Linked DNA regions of Cricetulus griseus: region 2 is linked to region 1. A link is a contact called in public Hi-C data. All regions are on one chromosome and are shown on one strand. Each heading gives the region's core, a stretch centred on a gene start, on an enhancer-like site or on the middle of the called end of the contact. The rest is flanking DNA. Distances are from core to core; before and after follow the strand shown.

Region 1 (6,176 bases), core at 1,623-4,122:
AGGAGGATTGTCCCTAGGATGAGGAGGGTCAGCTAAGACAGGCTCAGCTGTAGACTGTGCTAACTGTTGGTGCAGTGGGAACAGCGAGAGGAAGTTAGATGAATCCTCACAAAACTCTCTGAGGAGATGGCTCCAGGCAGACCCCCTGGAGGCAAAGAAATCTATACGTGGCTTATGCTGCCCACAGATAGCCCAGGAGGGTCAGCAGCTCAGAGGTCAGGATGAACTTCTCTGCAAGTGTAGCCTAGCAACTCCCAGGGTTGAATCAGTTGTTCCTGTCAAGTCACACACCCTAGACCAGCTAGGATCCTAGAAGGATGTCTGGCAGAATGAGCCCATGTGTGAAACAGAATTAGCCCATGTCCCAGCACCATGAGAACTTGTCATAGCCTAGAACTCATGAGAAAGCGACCAAGTCACATGCCAGGGCCTTGTCTTATTCCTGACATAGCCAGACAGCTGGCTCTATTATCCTTCAAATAAAGGCATATTGTAGGACCCTCAAATGCAGACTTGTCCAGCACCTGTCCTTATATACTGGCATGCCCCAGAGTCTTGTTGTTGTCCACACTTGGTCCAGAGTTGTGACAGTGTCTATCCTGTGGCAGCTGGGGTGTGACAGGATCTTGAGATGTTACAGTACTGGTCATGGGATGAAGTTCTGTAATGTGCTTACATTTGAGAAGTGACACTGTCATGAGCTGTGGCCTTTCTCTCTCCTTCCAGATTTATTTTATTTTATGTGTATGAGTGTTTTGCCTGCCTGTATTTATATCATGTGTGGACATGGTGCCCACAGAAGCCAGAAGAAGGCATTGGGCCCTCTGGTACTGGAGTTATGGATGGTTATGAGCCACCATGTGGGTGCTGGGGACCAAGGTCCTCTGCACGAGAAACAAGACCTTTAAACCACCAACCCATCTCTCTAGCCCTGTGAGCTGTAGCTTTAGCTATAGTATGACACAATGCCTACCTTCCAACCTGCCTCTGTTGTCTGACCTTTGTCACTCAGCATTCATGATAATCTTTTATAAACAGCACTATGACAAATCTGTTAGGGAAAGTGTATGAACATGTTTCTGAAACTTTGTGGCAACTGACTACTTTCATTTACAAAAAAAAAAAAAGTTCCTTTTTAAGGGCCGAGAGATAACCTTGTAGTTAAGAGCATACATTGTTCTTTCTAAGGACCAGAGTTCAATTACCAGAGCCTGTATCCAGAGGCTCACAATGGCCTGTAATGCTAATTCCAGGGGATCTGACTCCCTCTTTTGGCCTCTGTGGGTACTGCATGTACATGGTGCCCAGACACACAGGCAAAACACTCGTACACATGAAATAATAGATACATCTTTTTAAAAATTAAAAACTCAATTTTGAACACAGATTTACATGAAATTCTCTGTGTAGAGGGCTACTGTTTGCAGAGATCGTTATGTACCTATGACACACCTGTCAAGGCTGACAAATTAGCCCTAGTGTAACTGCAGGCTGGCTTTGAAGGTCAGCAGGTTTCCTACCATGTCCTCTTTCTCTTTTGGCATGACTGGTGATCCTAGGGTGCAGTTAGGAGAATTTTGATTATAAGACTCAAGCGACACACTGTTAGTCTTTTTTCTTTGAGACAGAGGCTCGTGTAGCCCTGCCCTCAAATTCAATATGAAGCCAAGGAAGACCATGAACTTTTTTTTCAGAGTCTCATCTATGCTGGGCTGGTCTACATGTAGCAGGGTTTATATCTGGGCACTGGGATCACAAATGTGTGCTACCTTGCTCAGTTTTATGTGTTGCTGAGAACCAAACCCAGGGCTTTGTGTGTACTGTGAATGCATTGTACTAACTGTGCTGCATCCTCTAGCTCCAGCCCGGACTTCGGGTCCACCTACCTCCACATCCTGAGTGCTGGGACTGCAGATATGTGCTATCACATCCAATTTTCAAGACACTGAGGATTTTGTACAATACTAGTTAAGCCACCCATCACTCTAGGATGAGCTGTGTCCCTAGACCCTGTTTTTTGTTCTTTTTGAGACAGAATCTTGCTACTTAGTTCTGGCCTGGTAATAAGGGTGATCTTGAACTCAGAGCAATCCTCCCGCCTCAGCTTTCCAAGTGCTGGAATTACAGGCACGTGCCACCACATCTGGATCCACATACTATTAGTCTATAAAAATTTTACATACTAATTTCTTTCTTTTTGTTTTGTCTTTTCTTCTTTTTTTCTATGTAGCTCTAGATGTCCAGGAACTCACTGTGTAGATCAGGCTGGCCTCAAACTGACAGAGATCTATCTGCCTCTGTGTTCCAAATGCTGAGATTAAAGGTATGCATCACTACACCCGGCTTTATACAAGTTTCTTAGTATTTACTCTCAACCTATGAACTTATTTATTTATTTGAGACAGGGTCTGGCTGTCCTGAAACTTTCTATGTATACCAGACTGGCTTTGAACTCACAGAGACCCACCTTTTTCTGCCTCCCAAATGCTGTGATTAATTGCCACACCTAGCTATCAACCTCTGAACTTATAATGACTGGCAGGGAACAGATGCAGACTAACAGTGGTGCCTAGGCCACACCTGGAGTAGTGATGGTATAAAGACTAGTTTGCTTATGGCGGCCTGGCATTGGGGTGAGGGGGAATCAGCTAGAGCCTACAGGTACAGATAATGGGAAAGATGGTGGCCACATGGGTGGGTCCTGGCCATGCCTTACAGAGCTGACAACTCAAGCCCCGTACAACTCCCAGTAAGACTGTGAGCTCGATGGTACTAGTTATACAGAGGCTTTGGAGCAAATGTTTGCAACAGTGTCTAGGCCCTGATGACTATTTATGAGCTCATTGAGCTGTAAAGGTCAATGGGTGGAGAACTTGAAAAGACAAAACCATATATGGCCTGAGAGACTCCAGGGTCTGACCCAAGGCCATGCCAGTCTAAGAACTCTGGTGAGTCAACATCACTTTATAGAGACTCAGGCTGAGGGTGGGGTGGAATGAAACCAGGAAGCACAAAGTTTCAGGAGAGCAAAGATCCCCCCAGGAAGGAAAAGACAAGGACACGGTGATGTGTTTGTGCCTCAGGTTTCGCCTTTTCCTTTTTGTGATCTGGACATTGGGGAAGTAACACTTCAAGTCTTAGTCTTCCCATCTATGTAGTACTGGTGGTGGTGGTGATAGTGGAGGTGGTGGTGGTGGTGGTGTGGTGGAGAAGGTGGTGGTGGTGGTGGTGGTGGAGGTGATGGAAGTGATGGAGGTGGTGGTGGTGGTGAGGGTGGAGGTGGTGGTGGAGGAGGTAGTGGTGGAGGTGATGGTGTGCTGGTGGTTGCTGAAGAGATGGCTCAGCAGTTAAGGTGGTGGCACACATCTTTAATCCTAGCACTCAGGGAGGAAGAGGCAGGCAGATCTCTGTGAGTTTGAAACAGCCTTGTCTATAGAGTGAGTTTTGGGACAGTCACACTGTTACACTGAGGAACCCAGGAAAGATTCTGCAAAAGAAATGGGAATTATGCAGAAATGTTTCATGGTTTGCCATGGAAGCAAGCTCCCCTTTCCTGCTCAAGCCTGCCTGGGAAAGCGACCAGTCTTCTTCTTCTTCTTCTTCTTCTTCTTCTTCTTCTTCTTCTTCTTCTTCTTCTTCTTCTTCTTCTTCTTCTTCTTCTTCTTCTTTTCCTAGACAGGGTCTCAAGTAGTCCAGCCTAGCCTTCAATACTCTAAATAGCTGAGGCTTGCCTTGAACTCTTGGTCTTCCTGCTTCCATGTAATGAGTGCTGGGATTAAAGATGTGTACCACTACAAAACCAGTTTTATCAACTTTTCCTGCAGGCTCCACTGGTCTTGTGAAGTTGGCAGGATCTAGTCTGGTTCAGGTCTCAGGCTTGTCCAGATTCTGTTAGTGTGGGGAATGGATGGAGTCCTGAGTGAATGTGTGCTGCTGACATGTGCACTTCCATGTGAAGGACTTGTGGGAATGGCAAAGCCTTTGGGGAGTTCATGTGCAGGTGTTGACACCATGTGCAGAAAATGTTGTTGGTGGAACTTCCTTCATTCTGATACTCACAGCCCAAGACTTATCCCTACAGTCACCCCTACCAAGATTAGCTAAATCCGCCTCCCTGATTATGATACATAAAACACACACACTGAGTGTCTGGGCTGCTGCTGGTTTGTCTGTATCAGAGCACATGGTCCTCCTGACTTTGGCTTTTCTGTAGTGTGTCTGTGTCTTTATTCTCCCTTCACTCCCTCATTGCTTCAGTCAGGTCAACCCCAAGCCAACCAGTTGAGTCACATCAGCCTCCTGACCTTACATCAGGGTATGCTTACACTTCAAGTGTCGGAGAGACCTCCCCGGGGCCCTCTGCAGGCCTCATCTCATCACCTCTAAGATGGACTGCTTAATACAAAACACATTTGTGCATTCTGTCATTATAATCTAGTCAGTACTGAGCTCAGTGTAAGAGCCTGTGTCTACTTTATTCTCCAGATTCCCAGTACTAAGCTGCTGGCTGGTCAATGTTTAGTGAATATTTGTTGCATGAGTGGTTTGGTGTGAAACATAATTTAGAATGAAATTAACAGAGGAATCTAGATCGTACAACTGAATGTCAAACAATCTTTTAGAAACAAATATATTTCCTGGGATAAAGATGGATGACCCCATGAGTATTGATTCAATATGCAGCATAAATCTGGTGCTGTTGCTTAGTGGTTGAGTGCTTACCTAGCATGTTATATTCCCAGCTGAAAAAGAAGGAAAGAGAGAAACAAACAAACAAAATAATGAGATAAAGAAAGAAAAAGAAAGGAATCAGTCTTCCATAAGAGTCGAATCAGACATCATTGGGAAAAGAAGACTTTATTCTGTATACATTTGTCATCAAAGAAAAAATAATCTTGGTCCTTTTCTTGTACTATATATCAAGTATTTTCCAGATGGACAAGACACACACACACACACACACACACACACACACACACACACAGAGAGAGAGAGAGAGAGAGAGAGAGAGAGAGAGAGAGAGAGAATACAACAAACAAGACATCTAAACAAATACACAAGACAAACCCAGAAATATAAAGTATCTGCTGAATCTCTGTAATGGTGTTTTCACCTTCAAAACAACAGATGTGTTCATGAAGGAGAGATTAACTGTCTAACTGACCCTGGGCAAGGGTGTTTCAAACTTCAGCCTAAAAACAGATAATCCAACTAAAAGAACAAATGAAAGGAATTTGTTTTTGACACAGGGTTTCATTTTGTAGCCTTAACTGTCCTGAAACTCATTATATAGATCAGGTTTGCCTCAAACTCCCAGAGATCCACCTGCTCTGCATTCCAAGTGCTGGGATTAAAGTTGTGCACCACCACACCAGGCCCAATGAAGGAAATATTTGCAGTTATCTGTAGCAAGAGCTTTTATAGCTGGTGTGGCAGGGCACACTTCTAATCCTAGTGCTTGGGAGATTGAGACAGGAGGATTGTATGTTTGAGGTCAACCTGGGTTAGATAGCAAATTCAAAGGCGGACTCCATCTCAAAGGAAAAAAAAAGTAAAGACAAAACCTATCAATCAACCAACCAAACCAAACCAAACAAAAACCAAAAAACTGTCCCCCGGCCAATGACTTAAAAGACTCTACCAAATTACTCATAAACAGGCCAAGCACAGACGGTTAGAGGCTCACAAGAAGCAAGACAGGAAAGGTATCTAAGCTAATAATTAATGCCAGGGGAGAGGTCAGCCAGGGCCAAAAAGCCAGAAAGGTTTTGTGGAGAGATGGCATGTGAGTTTATTTTTATTAAAGTCTCAGATGAAGGAGAGACCTGCACATCTGGGGACATTCCTTACTCACTTATGCCACCCGCCCCCAGGTCTTCTTGGACTTAGTGGGGCTTCTGAGGTCCAGAGCCAACTCTCACCTTAGTTTCTCTCTGGCTAACCTTATCAATGTAATGAAAACAGCTGCATTGCAGCCAGCCAGCCACCACAAAGCTGGTCAGGGATCTGGTGAAGGAGCCTGGGTCATCCCATCCAGGTCCCCATTCATCTTCTTCACCTCCCCAGCTGCCTCAGTGCTTAGAGGCATTCCCAGTCTCTCTGTCTTTCTGTCACCTTTCGTTACGCCCCAGAATCTTTTGACTTAAAGCTGCCTGCCTACTCTTATGTCTCTATTC
Region 2 (6,176 bases), core at 1,729-4,228, 110 kb after region 1:
CTCATAGGGTGGCTCATAGCCACCTGTAATTCCATTTCTAGGGCATTTAAAAAAATTCTTTTCACTTCTAAGGGTACCAGGCACACACACACACACACACACACACACACACACACACACACACACACACACACTGAAATAATAAAGCTAAAAAACTTTTAAAGTCTGAGCAAGTGTTTCCACTGTCCAGTCAAGTCCATAGTTCCCTCCAATATTATCCTTGCCCTTCAAAGTCCATTTCTCCCTGGCTATTTCCCCTAGTTTTTGAAAGTAATGTAATTCTGAAGCCTGAAAGAGGGTTGTAACGGGAGGAAGAACCTGGCACCCTCTGCTGTCTAGATCTGGTACTGCCAGAAGAGCCCACAGGAGCGAGACAGCTATAGCCTCCAGATGCTCCTTGGCAAAATCACAGATAGAGGGACATGACTAACAGTGATAGATGACTAGATGACGGTCATTATGGGAAAATCTTTATCTACCAGGTACTGGTGGGAAGTTTATATTCATAAATAAATTCACATTTTATGTCTCTAGCATTTGCTTTCAAAAGCTCAGAAAGATTTTGTAGAACAGGCTGAGGGGTTCCCAGCTAGTAAGCACTACTTCAGAAGCAAACCTCAAGTCTGACTGGATACAATTATATGCTCTGTTCCACTGGCTATATTTCAGTCCAGCTTAACAGGTTCCCTGACTTGAGCCATAATTTTGATCCCAGCTTGACAACCCATCTCTGATTCCAGACTCAAGCCTAACGCCCCCTGAGCCCCGAGCAAGAATCCATCCACTTTTCACCCCCTGTTCTTAGAGTTTGCATTAGCTCTTACCTAAGGGTGGATGGCTCGTCTCCATGTCACTCTGATTCCTTCCCAAGCTTGAGAAGTTATTTTCATATGTCTTTCAGGGCCAGCAGCCAAACACAAAGAAATAAAGAAAATAGAAAGAAAGAGGGAGGGAGAGAGAGGAGAGGGTAGCATGGGCTGATACATATATATTTTTTCTGCAGGACAGTAGCTAACTGGAAAAATAGGAGGGGTGAACACCTTCAGTTTTAGCCAGGCTAAGGTATTTTGCAGTTTTGACTCTTGAAGAGAAGACGATGAGGCCTCAGGTCTGCTGGAAGGGATGACTCCTAAGCCCTTGACATATTTTGACACTGGTGCAAATCTAGCAGCACACATGATGAAAGTGTGTAGATGCCGGCCCTTTGTCCAGTGTAGCAGGTGGATTCTGCCTTTGTGGCTGTATCCTTGAGATCACACTTCAACACCCTGGGCAGCCTTGTCTGTGGGTCACAGCTTTGCTTTGCAGGAATGCCTTGGTCTCCCCTGGTTACCACAGTGACTGATCAAAAGCACTGTTCTTTGCAAAGGAAGGAGCTTGAATGGCTTTAGCCCCAAGCTGAGATTATCTCTTTCCTTTACAAATAAATAAAAAAGACAAACCTAGGTGTCCTTTCATCTGACTTAGGAGCCCAGTGATTTGGGGTATGCTATTTAGCCCCATAGTCTCAGTTTCTTCATTTAAATATGGAGATAATAATGATATCCTTCTCGTATGGTTGTAAGGATGAACTGAGGCAATGCACGTGGCTTAGAACCTGTCATGAAGTCATGAGCATAACAATAAACTTCCTAGCATTGTTACAAGAACAAAAGAGTAAAACATATGTATAGCAGTCACCAATGCCTCCTTAAGAGTGTGAAAAATACTATACATACCTTAGTTTTACAAATTTCATTGAAGTGTCTAGTCATCTAACTTTCAGAGGATTTGACCTCAGTTGTATTTTATGAATTCCTTTCTGTTTTCTCGCCCCTAACTTAGGGTCTTGCAAGTCTCTGGCCATCTGGGCAGAGTCTATCGACTTCTGGCAGGGCTGGCTGAGATGTGCTTGGTTCAAGCTTACACACTTTTAGGTGGTGCACTCTGAGGCTCCAGTGCCTCATGACACTGTGGTCATTCTCTAGTTTCCAAAAGACTCTACTCCAAGTTCATCCTATTCTATGTCGTCTGTGAAAGTGGGATCCAACGTGCTTCCTCCCAAGAGTGTATAATAGAAATAACAGAAATGTGGCCGTTATTACTTTTGTCTTCTGAATATGGCAAAGGGTGCTTTGCAGGGTATAATTAAAATTAATAGTTGGCTAACCTTGAAACAGAGAAATTATTCTGAATTATTCAGGCTGACTTGGCCTAGTGTGGGGCTCCATGAAGAAGGGCCTGTTGTGGAATATTTAACTATGTAAAGATGTTTTACATTTGCTTATGCTGTAGAGTATTATTTTAACTGTGTAAAGATGAGTTATGTTTGTTTATGCTGCATTTGTTTAATTGTACAAAGATGTGTTACATTTGTTTAATTATGTAAAGATATGTTGCTGTTTCACCTTGTCTGCCTAAGGTACCTGATTGGTCTAATAAAAAGCTGAATAGCCAATAGCTAGGGTAGAGAGGGATAGGTGGGGCTGGTGGGCAGGAAGAATAAGGTAGGAGGAAAAATAAGGCTTGAGAAGTGGGAAGAAGAAAATGAGAGAAAGAAAGAAAGAGACAGGCAGATGGCCAGAAGCCAGGCAGCCTCCAGCCAGCCAGACACAGAGTAGAGAGAAAGAAAGGGAGAAGGAAAGAAAGGAAGGAAGAAAGGCCAAAAGCCCTGAAGCAAAACATAGATAAAGAGAAACAGATTAAAATAAGAGCTAAGATAAGACCAATAATAATAAATCTCAGTGTCGTGAATTGGGAGCTGCTTGGTTGCTCAAAAGAAAAAGCCTGCTACCAGAGCCTTTCGTTTGCTTGGTCCTAGAAGTGGGATGTTTGGGTAAAAAGGTGGGGAGGGGTGCTTAAAGGAGGCATGCATCAGAAAACTAAAGAGCTAAGTCCTACAATCATGAGGGACAAACCCTCCCAAGAGCTGGGGTGAATCTGGAAGCAGAGTCTTCCCTGGAGCTAAGAGCCCAGCCCAGCTGACAGCAGAGCAGAGCCTAGATCTGAGTCACACACTGTGAGGCAATAAGTGGTGCTGTTTTAGGCTGTGAAGTTTGTGGTAAGATGCTGCAGCAAGGGGAAAAAAATAACAGAATCAAATCTTCAATTCCTGTTCCTTTAATTAGTCCTAAGGAATATTCTACCTTCCTACAGCATTGGGCTTCTATGTTTATGCTCTCCTCACTTTGTTATCAAATGTATATGTGTGCATGTGTACCTACTATGTACCAGGCAGTTTGGGCTGTGGCAACATAAAGATGAATGAGATAAACCCAGTGCCAAGCTTATGAACCTTAAATTTTATTAACAAATCACAAAATAATTACATATCTTAAAATGTTTTAAAGTGCAATAGCCCTCTTAATCTCTCCTGATAATGACAATTACCATTCACTTATATCCCTAAGTTACACATCAGGTTCGTTTAACATTACCTGGCACAGCTCAGACCTGAAGTCTGGCAATGCCCTGACACAGCTGAAGTGGTGACCTAGAGTGAATGTAGTTCAGACATTATATCTGGCTTGTTTTCCTATAGCTCCACCAGCATGCCTCCTCTAAATGTACCAAGGTCACCCCAACACTCCCAGGGCAATCATCATTCTCTGTGATTGTGGGTTAAGTGAGTATAAGTCATAGTTATGCTTATGAGAATGTATGTGTGTGCAGAAGACATAAACATTTTCTGTGGAACTCAATCTTGAGCCAGTGAGGGTGTATGTGTGTGTGTGTGTGTGTGTGTGTGTGTGTGTGTGTGTGTGTTCTGGTGAGTATGGGACGAATGTATGCTATAACCCACATCTCTACCTAGGCATCTATAGACCAGTTTACCTAAGACTGTGTGACCTAGCAAATAGGATGATAGTTCTGAAGGCAAACTTTCCTACCATTCTGGATTCACTTGGAGCTGGGAGGCCTGTGTTCAGGATGAGGTCATTCTATGCCTGAGGATCCCTCCTGGCCAGCTTTTCCCTCTCCATCCTTGGAAGTTCCTTCCCCAGGCTCAGCCTCATCATCAGCCTCAGCCACGTCCTCTGGCATTGGCCACTCTCGAGTCTGCCACTCTAGCCTTTCGATGCGGTAAGCAATCTTCAGTGCGCTGGACTCCAGCTCAGCTAGTAGGCGAGCAAACTTTGTCTGTAGATCATCCAGCTGCTGGTCGAGGCCCTTTAGCCGAGACTCTGTGGCCTCCTGGAGAGCAATCTCAGCTGCTTCAGCATTCACATCCAATTTATTCATTTTGAGTAAGATCTCACGGCCCTTCTCCTCCATGACAGCCTGGGCCTGTGGATACTCACTCAGCACCTCCCGCAGATCCTCCTTGCTGAGGCAGAATAGGTCTGAATAACCTAGGCTCTTGATGTTGGCTGTTCGTCGGTTTCCTGACATGTTCCCTGTGGTCCAAGGGCAGACAGATGTAGGGAGGGACAGGAAGGTGGCATTTCACTCTGGAACCAGGATATAACCTCCATTCTGGTGCTTCTGACTCTCTTTTTCTGCTTTATTCATTTATTTAGTAATGTGCTGTGACCAAGCCCTGTGCTTATCATTAACCTGCTTTGATAGATGTTTAGTGGGTGAGTTGTATCACAACACGGCTGGTGCAGTAACTTTCAGCTGGTCTGCTGGCACTTCCTCTAGAGCCCATGGGACACATCTGCTTTGTTTTCTAAGACTCCACCCCACCCACTGACCTTGGCTCAGCTCCTCCTCAGGGAACAGATAATCCATATCCTGCTTCTTGCCTGAGTCCTGTAGCAACTCAGACAAAGGCCATATCATAATCTATGTGCTCCAAAGTACCATCTTGGCCTAGGGTTCTGGAATTCCCATTCCTCTGACCAGTCATGTCGCTAGAACTTCCCCTTGGGGACTCACCTTTGATGTTGATGATACTGATCTCCCCGAAGTAGAGCCCTGCACCAAGCACAGCATACTGTGTGACACCATCATCTGCCACTACAGCCAGCTGGCCCTCACGAATGATATACATCTCTCGGCCAATGTCCCCTTTGCGGCATACATATTCTCCTGGTGAATAGGTCTGGGGCTGTAGCTTCAGCACCAGCTCTTCCAGCAGGCTGGCTTCACAGTTTTGAAAGATCTGGACTCGGCTCAGGGTGGACAGGTGCACGGACACAGCAACCTCCGCCCGAAGTCGCTCAGGCAAGTGCTGCAAGATGGCTACCTCATTGGTCATCTTCTTGTTGATCTGCAGATGCTGGTACCTGAAACACAGTAAGTACCATTTCCTCACCAGAGCCCTGTGTGTCTGTCTCCACCCACTCCATCAGGACTCAGCTCAGTCAAGAACCACTGAGTTCTCATAGGAGCAATGGGAGAACCTCACACTTTTCTGGTCCCCTTTCTTGGTTACAGACATGATCTTTTCTACTTCCTGCAAGATGTGGAGGCACCTACCACTACTTCACCTCCTGTCAGGCCCCATCCCAGCCACAGTGTCCAAAGCACTTCTACATTGGGCTGCTTTAGTCAGCAAGCTCTTACCTTCTCAGACAGCTTTGTGGTGGCCCCTGACACTGAGACATTTCCTTTTATTCAGAACATAGTTTGCATTATTGTGATATAACCAACCATCTGTTGTCCATCTCCTGGCTGGATAGTTCCTTTCTCTACCCACTCCTTTCAGAGTCCCCAGAATCCTCCCATGCAGTGACAGCTCTCATTCTCTGGTCTCTGAGTTATTCTTGTACATAAATTACTTTTCTTGTCAGTCTTTTGCCCTCTCCCCTAGTCCAGATTCTCACAGTGGACCTACCAATGAGTGCTATCTTCCAAATGCCTGGTATAACCAGTAGGTAATGGGCTCAGGTCCCAAGGCATACCCTCCCCCTGGCTAGGTCTGCAACCAGCACTCTCACCAGTCAATAACTCTCCGCTCCAACCTCCGGTTGACATGCTGCAGCTTCATGTACTTCTTTACCAGAGCGTGGTCTGGGTAGAAGGCTGCATCTGCAGTGTTCATGTTGTAAATGACAGAGCTCATGCTACCCATGATGGTGGCAAAACCCATGACGGCCAGCAGGAAGTCACCCACCATGAAGAGGTACTCTTCCTCCCGAGCTGGCAGCGGTGTGTCACCCACAGTGGTCAGGATCAGAGTGGAGAAATAGAAGCTGTAGAGATACTGGCGCCGCAAGCGCTCGAAGCCAGGCTGTGCGGGATCTGGGTAT

The links. Hi-C and Micro-C count contacts between places; a contact is called where the count stands out from the background.
Region 2: a Hi-C map of fibroblasts shows a contact between it and region 1, with 7 times the contacts expected there. The contact joins two enhancer-like sites. A contact is called at or near these places in 6 of 8 Hi-C or Micro-C datasets (the CHK-Q cell line, the CHL-YN cell line, the CHO-K1 cell line and 2 more).

The regions. Positions count from the first base shown.
Region 1 is chr3:94,171,544-94,177,719 of CriGri-PICRH-1.0, forward strand. No RefSeq gene overlaps it. Among named protein-coding and RNA genes, the nearest start is that of Smpd1, 25 kb to the left of the region's middle. Within about 2 kb of position 2,873, at least 1 of the 6 cell types and tissues checked has open chromatin away from gene starts, as enhancers often do. A contact at or near this core is called in fibroblasts, where this site is marked.
Region 2 is chr3:94,285,698-94,291,873 of CriGri-PICRH-1.0, forward strand. It overlaps Cnga4 (cyclic nucleotide-gated cation channel alpha-4), which reads right to left. Exons shown (of 7, transcript XM_027404933.2): 5 at 5,865-6,176; 6 at 4,861-5,210; 7 at 3,262-4,376. The coding sequence ends at 3,916. Among named protein-coding and RNA genes, the nearest start is that of Cnga4, 6.7 kb to the right of the region's middle. Within about 2 kb of position 2,979, at least 4 of the 6 cell types and tissues checked have open chromatin away from gene starts, as enhancers often do. A contact at or near this core is called in fibroblasts, where this site is marked.